2 separate regions of the Oryzias latipes genome follow, and region 1 is linked to region 2. A link is a contact called in public Hi-C data. All regions are on one chromosome and are shown on one strand. Each heading gives the region's core, a stretch centred on a gene start, on an enhancer-like site or on the middle of the called end of the contact. The rest is flanking DNA. Distances are from core to core; before and after follow the strand shown.

Region 1 (5,999 bases), core at 1,202-3,701, 39 kb after region 2:
CCACACTCAGGAATTCCTGGTTTGGATCGTTCTCTTTGCTCTGGTTCCCTTGGACTGGTATTAGTTTCCCTCTAAATATCTAATGCTGCAAACAGCAAATCTTTTCCTTTGCACTGCTGCTGAAGTTTTCTTTGTCCACCCCCCTCTTGTCACGCCCGTCAGTCCTTCACAGAGACGCAGAAGAAACGGCTGTTGTCATGGAAACAGCAGGTCCAGAGGCTGTTCCGGTCCATTCCGAGGAAGGCCCTCCTTGACATGGCGGGGTATCGAGCGCAGAGAAGGTAGGAGCACACTTTCAGACTGTTCGTGTGCCTGGACATGCTTATCTTTGGCTCCAGGAGAACTTATGGGATGTGTTGAGAACTTAGGAAGATGTGCTTCTCATTGTGGCTTTGTAGTTAGTCTTTAACCTGCATGTGCTCTACGGTCACAGCACTGAATCTTTTGCCTCGTCCTCCTGCAGCCGGTTCGGACAGTCCAACTCTCTCCCCACCACTGGCTGTGTGGTGAGCAGCGTCTCTGCCAGAAGGAGCCTCCACCAGTTCCAGATGCCCTCCAGAAGCCTGCCAGGAGCCAGGCTGGGTCTGCTGGGAAGTGGGGGTCTGCTGGGACCCACGCCTCGTAGCTCCAGCAGCACGCCCACCGGTCTGAAGCAGGGCCGACACGTGAGTCTGACGGGCGTCCTGTCCCACCCTCATACGGACATCAAACCCACAACCGATCTAATCAGAAACCAGAACAGAGACGTGACTTTAGGGTTCGGGTTCGCTTCATTCGTACACAGTGGAAGCTCTCTGTGCATAAAGTTAGAGTATAGAACATTTCTGTGTTTCATATTTCAATTTCCCCAGTTTTCATTGAAATGTCCACATTCTAAAAAGGTTTGGAGGTTTTTTAAATGTACATAAAGTATTTTAAAATAATAAGACCTTCAACTTTTATGCTAATATTTAAAACATATATAAACTGAATCCTTAACTGGGAAAATGTTGTGCACTGATCCTCTCGGTGAGCTCTCTTCAGTTTTGATTCCTGCTGCTCGTTCCAGAACAGCTGGATAGCGGAAACAAACGGCTGCAGAGCTAGAAATGCCGAACGTTTTCCAGGTTTTCAACTGAGAGACAAAATGAGAAAAAAAAGCCTGGACAGGTGTGGTTCTATAGGTAACCAGTTCAAACAGGAGCCATTAATACAGGTAACCAGGGGAGGACAGAAAAAGTTACAGGTCTGTGAGAGACAGAAATCTAGCTGGTTTGTTTTGAACCAAATACTTATTTCCACCATAGTTTACAAATACAATCTTTAAAAATCAGAAAATGTGATTTTCTGGATGTTTTTTCTCATTTAGTCTCACATAGTTGAAGTATTCCTATGATGAAAACGACTCTCCTCTTTTTAAGTGGGAGAACTTAAACAAACGGTGGCTGACTGAATACTTTTTTGCAGTTAAGTTTCAAATTGCATTTCTGAGTAATTCTTTATTCAAACTGTTGTGACTCATAAGCAGACGAATAAAGACTTGTAGTGGTGATGTAGGTGCTACAGTGGGCGGGGCCGCGGTCTCCCTGCTCTGCTCCATTCTGATGCATCCACTTCCGTTCTGCAGAAACTATGTCCTAGAAAACCACACAGATTTGGGCTAAAAACGACATCATCAGAACTAAAAACCACAACGATTCAAACATAGATCAGAAGAAGACTTTAACGCTGCAAGTCAGAGGGATTTTAACATGATGTAGGTATAAAAACCAAAAAAGGAGAATATTCACTGAAAATAAAAATGATATCAAATACAACAAAGACTGTATTTCTGTCTGTGGAGTGAGGTTATGGAATCATATGGAGGAAATTATCAAGATGAGTAAAAATACAAACTGAAAGCTTTGGAAACATAAAATAGAACTTTGAGAAGACGAGGTTCAGACAGACAGTCATGACATTATTGTAAAAGACTGATTGATCCAGGACCGTCTGTGGATGAACTCTGACAGTGAGACACAATCAGCTTTTCTGTATAACGGAGGAGCATGTCTGTTGTAAATGGGTTGTTTTCTGATTATTTCAGTAGCTTTTCTATAGTTTAGCAGTCGTATGCAGGTTATTCAGGGAAGGGAATTGGTCCGTTTCCTGCCATTCTGCAATGATATGTTGAGAAATATGTAATGAAGAGTTTCAGAGTATTTCTGGGCAGACGCTGACCCCTCCCTGAGCAAGACTCCTGCCTAAAATAGGCCTTTTTCCTAACAGAGATGAGGCGGGTGGGGGTGGTAAACAGTTCTCCTCGCATACCAGAGCTGTGTCAGGCGCGTCCGCCTGGCCCGGTTTGGTCTGACCCAGTCAAGTGGAAACCTGTGCTTCTCATCTGCCACAATGGGAGGAAGCAGCTCAGTTCCTCCTGGAGCTTCCAGTGTGGGACAGCGTCACGAGGAAAAGGGGGAACGCTGAGAGGGAAATGTGTGAGTCATGGTTTGGAGACCTGGCTTTGGTGTTGGAAAGGGAGGGGCGGTGTGTGTGTGTGTGTGTGTGTGGGTGTGTGTGTGTGCATGAGACAGACAGTCAGAAGCAGTGAGAACAGTGCACAGGCATTTCCTGTTTTCCCCCTCGCCTGCAGAGCTGCAGGACGGCCAAGACAGAGAGGGATGGGGGGGGGCGAGCAGGTTACCATGACAAACTCTGTGGCGTCCTTCAAATGTGCCGTTAAGGTGGACTAATGTTTCATAAGAACGGGCCTTGGTTCGGTCACCTTTAACCCTTTACTACCTGTTCACCTGAGTCCACCCGTGGCTCCGCCCCCCTGCCTACCAAAGCCAGCAGGGCATAAATGCAGGAATATCTAAAACCTCCTCAGTGTAGCAACGACAGACTCAGATGGTGTTTGGGGTTTTTAACATGTTCCAGTTTCCTCCTGATGAAGAAAACTGCATTTCTGAGTTTTTCTTAATTCAATCGCTGTGAATCAGGAGCAGATGAAAACATGCAGCTGGAAAAATACTGTGTTTGTGATGTTAAAAACTACACTGCTGGCCACAAGCTCCCTGCTCCGCTCCACCCCGCAGCGGGGAGGGGAAGGGGGGCCGGGGTTGTTCCAACCCAACGACAGCTCAGAGGCAAATTTGTGATGAGCTACTGCCAGGATGCATTTCTGTTTTCATGGCAAAAGGATCACCCTGGAATTGATGAGAAAGTGCTGCCTTCACCCACCTAGTGGTCATTGTAGGAACTGCAACATTTCATATTTCTGGGTTTTCTCTCTCTAAATGTGGGAGGCTGAGGGCGGGGCCTCCAAACACGCGTGATCATTGATCCTAATGAGCGAAGCGCCTCACCACTACAAAGACGACGTCTGCAGGTCTCTCTGCTTTGTGACATAATCAAATGCAGTCAGTAACTGTGCATCGTTCTCTTCTGTTGGTGTTTTTCTCACCGTAACAAACATTTAGTATAATCTCATCTGTAGGACCAAGCAGGTGATTTTGGATTTGTTTTTTGACAAACCCTAAATGAACATCTGGATCCTGCACACGCCGGCGTTAAGACATCAGAGATAAAAAGGTTTACTTCACACGACTGGAACTGTCATTCCTGCTACAGTTGAGGAAATTCTGTTCAGGTTTGATCCATTTAGAGTTTTCTCCCCACTGGTGGTTTAAACTTAAGCAGTTATGTTCACCCTCACATAAAAAGGCCTTTTTCTGCCTTCAAATGTCAGAATGGAGTCTGAGCGTTTCAGGCGGAACCGTCAGAGGCGCTCGGTCCGCCTTTCTCAGTGTTTGGTTCGGCTGCAGCTCTCAGGTAAACTTACCTGGCGGTCAGTTTCTTTAAAACTCTTCTTTTGATGCCAAATCAAAGAGAGATGTGAAAACTGCATGGAGCCTAGCCTCACGTTGCTGCTGAGCTCCACGCATGTAGATTCTTCAGCAGTAGAAATGGGAAGTCTTTGCTCCGTTCCAGTCTCATGGCCGTGACTGTTTTAGGGACCTCTTTAATGATGGTTCTCCTCAGGGCCCGTGGTTTGCCAACCCAGGAGGCAGCAACAGCATGCCCAGCAGGACCCACAGCTCCGTGCAGAGGACGCGCTCGCTGCCGGTCCACACCACGCCCCAGGCCGCGGTCATGTTCCAGCAGAGCGGTGAGTCCACAGACCAGGACTCCACCTACGGGTCCACTGCCTCTAGAACTCTGACTCTTTACTGTTTGTCACTGAACCCCATCTAATGAAATCTCTTCTGTGAGACTAAACTGAATCAAAGACACGTTCAGGTGAACGTTGGTTTCTCTACAAACGTGAAATCCAATGGATTCCTTCAGCAGCTGCACAGAGGAACCCTGTGAAGCTCTGTCCTGATCCTCTAACCACAAACCTTCATAGTAGGTGTTGGGAAATGCGCTTCGGCGATATATCGTAATAGTTCATTTGGTGATACTTGTATCGACATAAAATGCTGTCAAAACCATATTTCTTTAATTATTTCTGATCCTCCTTCACCCTCCGACCACTAGATGGCAGCAGAGAACACGGAGCCTCTTTGAGCAGCTCTGCAAATGAGATCTCAGTGCAGCAGCTTTTTGTTCTGAGACGTGAACCACTGAGTTTGTACTTGGGATGGGAGCCCAACAGAAACCATGTTGCTGCCAGGATCAGATAAAAACTCCGTTCAGACTCCTGAACCGTTTAAAGGTTCTGGAGAATCTACATTCATGTTGAAACTAAACAGAACTTTATTTCCTTAGTCACACTTGTACAACCTCATTGGTTCAGACACATTCATTCATTTATTTTATCTTACACTAAAATATATTTTGTTGTGGAAATCAGACAATGTGGACTGTTCCCTTAATAACTAAACTAATAATAACTAAACTTAATATAGTTGAAGTTACCAAAATAAAAGCGCTATATGTGAGATACAGCTGCAGTGCTTAACATTGTGATTATTAAATAAACTGAATTTTACAATTTTATTACAATGAAAGACGTCTTGATATTCAGGTAGAGTTTTTTCAAAGTCATATTTGTAAAAGAAAGAAGATGTGTTGTGGTACAATAGGGTTGTGTACTCACACAGCCCTTGGTTCATAGCTGCTAAAGCCTTCCTTTAGAGTCTTCTTCAGCGTTTGGTCCGCTGTGCTTTAATATTTCTGTCCAGCTATTGCATCGCCACACGCCGCTCCAGCGTCACGCTCAGAGAGGCGGGGCTTCTTCCGACCCTCCAAACACTTTCCTCCTTGTGATCTCCCAGGAAAGCATGGAGGCGTAAAGCCTTGGGGTGTGACGGCTCTTGTGACTTGTAGCCTGGCCCCCATCATGTGGGGTCACGGTAACTCCAGACGCAGTGACCTACAGTTACCTCTGCTGGACCAGAGTCTGGCGTCTTCTGCCAGAATGAGCCTCCTCGAAGAGGAAACAGATTTTCTTGAAGAAGGAGAGGAAAGGATGTCAGTGAGCATGAGGGGGGGTGGCCACTGAGGAAGGAGGTGAAGGAGCAAAGGAGTGAGGAGGCTCACAATGAGGCTCTTTGTGCAGCCAGAATGGGACTCCCTGTTCTGCTTTCCTCCCCTCTTCCTGACTGACTTTCTTCTTAGTTTTCCTCCTTCTCTTTTTCCACTCCTCACCTTCTGCTCTCCCTGTTTTTCCTCCTCTGCAGAGTCCTAACGGTCTCCGTTTGAAAGACTAAAACTCTCTGTTCACCTTCTCCCAGCTGTCTTTGCATCCTGTCTGTTGTGTTTGTGTGAAGGGAGGGATTGTGGGTGATTGTGGGGCTGACGGTCTAAAAATAGCTGTTTGGTTTGGCGTGTCACTCTGTGTCCCGGCCCAACATGAGCTTCAGAGCCAGCTAACAACCACAACGGCTGCTGGAACACCTCAAAGCGCACTAATCATTGGAATTCCCTGCAGCAGGCACGGTTGACCCGTCCACGAATGACCCGTCCACGGTTGTCCCGTCCACTAATGACCCGTCCGCGGTTGACCCGTCCGCGGTTGACCCGTCCACGGTTGA
Region 2 (6,747 bases), core at 2,350-4,849:
GCTCAGAGAAGAGAGTCTGTCTGACATCACTACATCTCCCATGATGCATTGGGTTAAAGTGACAGTATCTCAGCGTACAATGAGTCTTCCTGTTAAACGTCTTAAACCACAACAAACACACATTTAACAGTTTTAAGTCTTCTTGATGAAATCAGAGGTCAGAGGTCAACAGTTTAGTTCTCCTTCCAGGTTTGTGTTTCTTAACAGCCAAACATCCCAGAGTTTGGTCCAAGTCATCTTTCTGACAGAAACACTTTTCTAACAACGTCTGGATTATTTTAGATGTTAAACTTAAGAAGAAGTAAGAACAACATTTAAGAAACAGGATGAAGGTGAAACAGACACAATTAAACTAAACTGAAACAATCTAATCTTCTAAAAAGAAATAAAACATTTTTGTTAAAGTTTTCAAAGACTTCATCTTTGATTAAGACAAAAGAAAAACTAATAAAACTTCAACATCTTCACTTTTGTGTAGCTACAGAAAACATAAATATAATGTTAGTCTTTTTGGGATCATATTGTTCTAAAATTACAGATGTCTTTGCACAAACATTGAAATAAATATTAAAAAAATAAATCACTATTTAGAAAGAATATATTTGTTTTTTTGTGAGGTTAAATAAAATTACATGTTAATAAACTGGAGGGAAAAACAACTATCAGGGTAAAATGTCAAATAATTTAGTTGAAAATTATTATTCCAACTTTTAGAAAAATCAGCTGCAACTTCCAGCTTTTTCTGCCACAATCATCATAATAATGTACGTGAGATCATAGAGGGACTGTCCATCAATACTATATAAGTAATACTATAGAGTTTCTACCTTTTTTTATTTTTGGATGCTGGTGTGCAGCAGGATTTTTGTCAAGGTTGAAGTGTGCCTTGGCTCAGAAAAGGTTGAGAAACTGTCCTAGAAAACAACTGTTTTTTGTTTTTGTTTTTGCTAAAAAAGGCATCTTCATAGTTAAAAGATTCCTGGGAACACTGAAAATAGATCAGAAGATGATCAGAATAGGAGAATAGGAGCTATTGAAAAAACGTCTTTGTTTTTAAACCATTTATCAATTAGGTTTTTTTTAAATCACTTAATCGGTTCCCTTTGCTTCTCCCCTAAAGACTTTAACCCTCCTTCTTTCGGCCTCATTCGGCATTATCAGCTCTGGAAAGTGTTTTTCCCCCACATTTTCTCGCGGTGTCGTAGCCGCTCGGCCCCCCCGCACGCTCTATTTTGGTGTTTCCTCACCCCGCCAAACCCCTGACGTAATGCGCCGCTGTTAATAATTAGCATGTGGAAAGCGGCGGCACGAGCCCTGTTCCGAATGAAGCCGGAAAATGACGAGCCGTCCCTTCAAAATAAAAGCTTTGCATTTCGATTAGATTCAGAGGATGTATTTATCCTCATCAAAGGAAACTATTCTTCGTGATGATTGTTTAGTTGCAAGATTCAGATTTGTAGTTTTGCAATCATACAACTAACATGCATGAAATGCTGGTTTAAATCCTCTCAGCTATGCTGATGGGACTCAGCCCCTGTTCTGAGATTAAAACTGAATGTCTCTTCTCAGTTGTATCAAAGTGTGGAGTGGAGCTAAATAAATGATTGTCTGACTTCTGTAACGCAGGCTTGTTGCGAATAGAGGGCTTAGTTTTGGCTAAATTCTCACTACTGTTACTAATGTTTATGCCACCACCACGTTGCACTCAAAACTTTCTAAGTTTCAAATGAAAATATTTCATATTTGTTTGAAAACATTTTTTGCTTTCAGACTTTTAATGTTTACTCTGAAAATCTTTGTTTTTCAAATGGTGGCATACATATGACATTAAATAAAGTTGAGTCTAAATTACAAAAAAGGGGTTTATTCAGACATACCTCTGGAGTGTCAGAAGATTCATAACCCCTGTTGTTAAAGTCAAATCTGTCCAACACCAGAGGCCTTCAGCTCTCATCTGTCTGCCCAGCTGTTGGACAGGACAGGTTAAAAATGTAGTCCCATATTCTAGAGCCATTGATGTACATCCCATCTCTATGAGACCAACTGTAATGGGTGCGCATGGACTGCCACCTTGTCGTGGTTGGGGGGCTTGCGTGTCTGGATGACCTGGATGCCTATGCCACCTATGGTAGAGTCCCCCATGCCAGACAGACCCAAGGGTGGAAGCCACACTAAGACCAGTCCACTGGGCCTCCAGGTTGGGGGTTTGGCACAGGGATAACCACTCGGTCCTGCAAAACTAAGATGGTTACGGAAACATGCTGCCCTAAGCGTCTCAAGGCGTAAAATGCAGGAAGAAGATCAGTGTGCGTGACTTATACTTGGGATTTGGAATCACATTTGACATAATAATATCACATAACCACTGATGGATGACAGACACGGCCATGTATACTCTCTAAGCTTTCCTGTTAGTTAAACCTAGCTTAAAACCAAAGTGGGGGCATGCATTTGAGGTAAGCAGTGATCAGTCAGCAGTGATTGGTCTCAGTCAACATTTCTATGGCAACCACTCTCACCAATCAGGAGTGAGCTTGTTGGAAGTCCACATTCCTGCCACTTGAAAGCAGGCTACAAAAAATCTGTAGATCTAATGTTTCGAGCGCTTGGCGTTAGACCGTCTACTTTTATTGAGATATCTGATTGGTCCGTCTATAACCTGAAAAACTTGACCTGCAGAAAAAAATATAATGAAAAAAATTAGGATTATCAAGAACATGTTAAAAAAAATGTATCAGAGTAGCAGCTGTTTGTCTCTCTATGGAAGTCTGTGGTTGTGTCAGAATTCCTTCACTGCCAACTACATAGTGCCCCCTATAGTGGTTTCACCATTTCGTAGTTCTGTCTGAACATCCAAAATCCAGAGCCCTAGAGATTTCCCAGAAGTCTCTGCGAAAAACCAGTGTGCATCGATGCTCACTAGATCAGCAAATATAGACCACAATGCATTGCATTGGAACAATTTTTCAAAGAAAAAGTATTTTTAATAAATAAACCATCAACGTTTTTATCTTCAGAAGACAGTGGACTCATGAATAATCGTCACAAAACGCTCATATTAATTAGATTTTAACTTAGCTAATTCGATGACATCATATCCACCGCTTAAAGAAAAAAGGAGTGTGGTGTCTGATTGCTTTTGAAATCCAGGGCACTATCTAGTTTTTTAGTAGTTAGGGGTTAAGGCGGGAATTCGGACATTGCTTTTGGGATTTTGGCTTCTTGGGACCAGTTCCTGTTTGGAACGCCAAGGGGGAGGGTCCACCCAGTCCAGTTCTCATAAGCGGTTTATGGTCAGGACAGCAGTGCATCACTAATCTATTCCTCTTCTAAACTTGCAGCTGGGACATGCTCCAAATGACCCCATGACCCTGATGGGGTCATTGGAACATATCCCAGCTGCCTTTGGTCAAAGGTAAGGTGCACCTTGGAAGGTGTGCCAGTCCATTCTAAGGCCCCACAGAGACACAACCACTCACACTTAAACTGAGGCATGTTCGTGGACTGTGGGAGGAAGCTACTGTTCTCAATCTCATGCCTTATTTTGAAAAGCTCCACCGGAAGTTGATTCCCTTCGCCGTCCCGCTTGACCGCAGTGTTTTAGAGCACAGCCCGTCTGCTGGAGGGACACTGAGGAAAAGTTGGGCAAGATGGCAAATCCCGCAGACCTGGAGTGACGGGGCGGCGCTCCCCGCACCCCCAAAAAGGGAAAGATAAAAAAAACAAGTCCGTCCTGACAGAACCCGACGATGCAGCCCGACCCAGCAGGTAGGAACCGATGGTCCGGTCTGAAGTTTACCGCCGCCGCCCGTCTCTTTCTCACCGGTTCAGAGAAAAGTTCCGCGTGTCTTCAGCCAAACTCTCCCGGTTAACGGGGCAGCCTGTTCTGTCTGTCACGGTCGCTCCGTTTAAAGTCGCCGGGACTATTTTCTGAGGGATCGGCCGTTTTTCTGCGCCGATGAACTGCGCCGTGACAGTTTCGGACTGAAGCGACGCTCCTCCGGGATCCCTCCGCGCGCCCCCCGCCGCCCCCGCCGCCGCCTCCTGCAGCGGGAACGCGGGCTCAGCCCGCCTGCCGCCGAGGCGCAGCGTCCTGCCGCCACAAGCGGAACATTCCGCTTGGATGCAGCGCCAGCGGGGCAGCAGTATTTTTAGGATGGGTGGATCCCCCAAACATCTTTTATTTCTGTCCCGACTGTGAATGCCGCAGGCTGTGCCGCTTATTTAAGGCTGCTGGGTCAGAACCGCCAGTTGGGTCCGGTTCTGTGCTCATGAGCGGGGATTTAAACGTTTGCCCTCCTCCCGCAGGCGTACCGGGACTCCCTGAAGAAACGTGCCATTGAGGCTGGAGGTGATGTGACCCAGCCTAAACTGGACCTGCGCTGACTCATCAAACCCCCCAGGGGCCCAATGCCAAGCTAGAGGAGCCCCTCGCCCCCCTTCAGCACCACCAGAGAGTCGGCCAAGAGGAGGCGGTGGGCGGGATCCGACAGGAGCTTCCCCTGGTTCTGGTTAAGAATGGCCCAGTCAGGGACAGCCCCACGCTGCTTCAGCTGATCTGACCCCCCCCCAAGCTCACTGAAGTCCGAATCCGGGGGCTTCCTGGGGGAGTGGCCTCCCCACGTCTCACCGGGTGCCCGCCTGGCAGACCATGATGTTTCGTGATCAGGTGGGGGTGCTGGCCAGCTGGTTCAAGGGCTGGAACGAGTGCGAGCAGACCGTGGCCCTGCTGTCCCTGCTGAAGAGGGTGAGCCGGACCCAGGCCCGCTTCCTGCAGCTCTGCCTGGAGCACTCCCTGGCCGAGTGCACCGAGCTGCAGGTCCTGGAGGGCGAGGCCAACGACCCAGGTAGGCCCGCGGCCGCTCCGTCTTCTGTGGGGCAGAGCGTTCACTCCTTCAGATAGCGGGACGCGTCAGCGCGGCCTTCTGCTCATCAGACGGGTGCAGCTCTCCACCTCCACCTGTGATACCTGAGTGACGTTTGCTGCTCAGACTCACTCAGACATTCGAATTTCTTCCTTTGTTTCCTTTTTATTTATTTATATGCGGTCAAAGTAGTTTGTAAAAGCTTGAACACGGAAAGAATAACAGAAACGTTGAGCCCATCATTTATGGACTACAGAGCACTAAATGCTTTTTTATATAGCAGACAGATGGGGCTGAAAGCCTCTTGTGTTGGACAGATTTTACTGCTACAACATGAGTAATGAAACGTTTGACACACTAGGTGTATATTTGAATAAACCCCTTTTGTAATTTAGACTAAACTTTATTGATATTATTTTTGTAACAGTTTTTGTTGGACGGGACGGTCAAAGAAAAGGAGGGAAGAAGAGAGAGAGATGTTAGAAAGGGGGGTGTAGTAGAAGGGGGGGGGTATAATCAGCACTAAACTTTTAAAATAATAATAGGACGAGATCTTCATGTTCATTTCAAAGTTGATGCTGTCTCAGACTGCTTGGACACCAGTGTGGTTACCATGGTTACTGTGGTGCAGTTTGAAGACATCTGAATATGGAGGTTCTGCGTTTCTGGAGTTTGGTCAGAATTTGATCTTGACGGTTTCCAGCCGCTGCAGGGTTGGTGGTTGTCTCAAACGTTTTTCCGTTAACGGAGCTCCAGACGTTTTCTGTGAGGGAAAGGTCGGACGGATGCGGGTCCGTCCGGGATGAAGGCTCGCTGCTCTGAGGCTGCAGTTCTGCATGGTTCTGCTGAAACATTCATTCTGTCCTCAAAACCCACAGCTGTCCATATCGTGTGTCCTTCTGCCCCGCCCCCACACCGCCAGAGATGCCGGTTTGATCCGAGCGCTGAGAAGCTCTCGCTCCTCTGTAGGAGCATTTATTGTTGTCGCCAACCCATCATGCTAGCAGAAAACATCATGGGCCCACGGAGACGGATGTTGGTGCGTGTCCCTGACACACACAGATTCCCTGAGTGTCTCTGCAGAAGACGAGGTTTTTAACCTTAAGGAATATTGTTTTAACCCACTATTTCACAGATTGGACAGCCTGCGTCTGGAACGTCTTGTCCATCATTTCACAGAATTCAAATAGTACCTGGATGTTCTGTCGGCTCAGCATTTGTTCACAAATGATGGACTTTTCAGCCACTTGTTGGTTCCTGAAGCCAGGCCATGTCGACACCGCCAATACCCAGAATTCAGTTCCAGTTCTTGAACGCTACTGTTTTAGTACCATAAAGAGCTGACGACATCACCGTATCACTTTATTGTTGTTTTTAAATTGTTTCAGCTGCAGGAGCTCATAATCAATACGCAGAGAAGAAGAAACCAAATGTTAACATATCGTTTTCTTGATGATCTTTGGGCAGATCTACTGTATTTTAAATTTAAAATCATTTCATTTTTTAAAAATTGACAGGGTGCCTTATAAACCGCTTCGCCTTAAGACACGTACACATGTGACGCGCGTTCAAGAACACGCTAAACAGCGTTCTTTAAAGTCCCGTTATCTGTTTAAATTTGTTTTCCTCACCCGTTCCTTGGGGGATTCGGTGAGTTTAGCCCCCCCAATCCAACCACTTAATGCTGGGTGTCAAGCAGGGAGGCAATTTTTTTGGAATGACTCGGCCTGGAACTGAACTCACGACTTTCCAGTCACTGGGCGGACACTCTCCCACTGAGTTGGTTAGCACATGGTGTTCACACTGGACTGTCACTACTGGATACTCAGCTGGAAGAGGCTTGGTGGGAAGTGTTGTAGCGGTGCTGGTCTTGCTCCAGGCT

What was found. Hi-C and Micro-C count contacts between places; a contact is called where the count stands out from the background.
Region 1: a contact with region 2 is called in a Hi-C map of embryo, with 1.7 times the contacts expected there. The contact joins the enhancer-like site here to the promoter of samd4a in region 2. A contact is called at or near these places in 3 of 5 Hi-C or Micro-C datasets (embryo and fibroblasts).

The regions. Positions count from the first base shown.
Region 1 is chr3:1,252,395-1,258,393 of ASM223467v1, forward strand. It overlaps samd4a (protein Smaug homolog 1), which reads left to right. Exons shown (of 12, transcript XM_011492501.2): 8 at 163-281; 9 at 464-665; 10 at 4,003-4,129. Among protein-coding and RNA genes, the nearest start is that of samd4a, 39 kb to the left of the region's middle. Within about 2 kb of position 2,452, at least 3 of the 8 cell types and tissues checked have an H3K27ac peak or open chromatin away from gene starts, as enhancers often do.
Region 2 is chr3:1,212,585-1,219,331 of ASM223467v1, forward strand. samd4a (protein Smaug homolog 1) reads left to right here and starts at 3,600. Exons shown (of 12, transcript XM_011492501.2): 1 at 3,600-3,768; 2 at 4,309-4,847. The coding sequence starts at 4,652.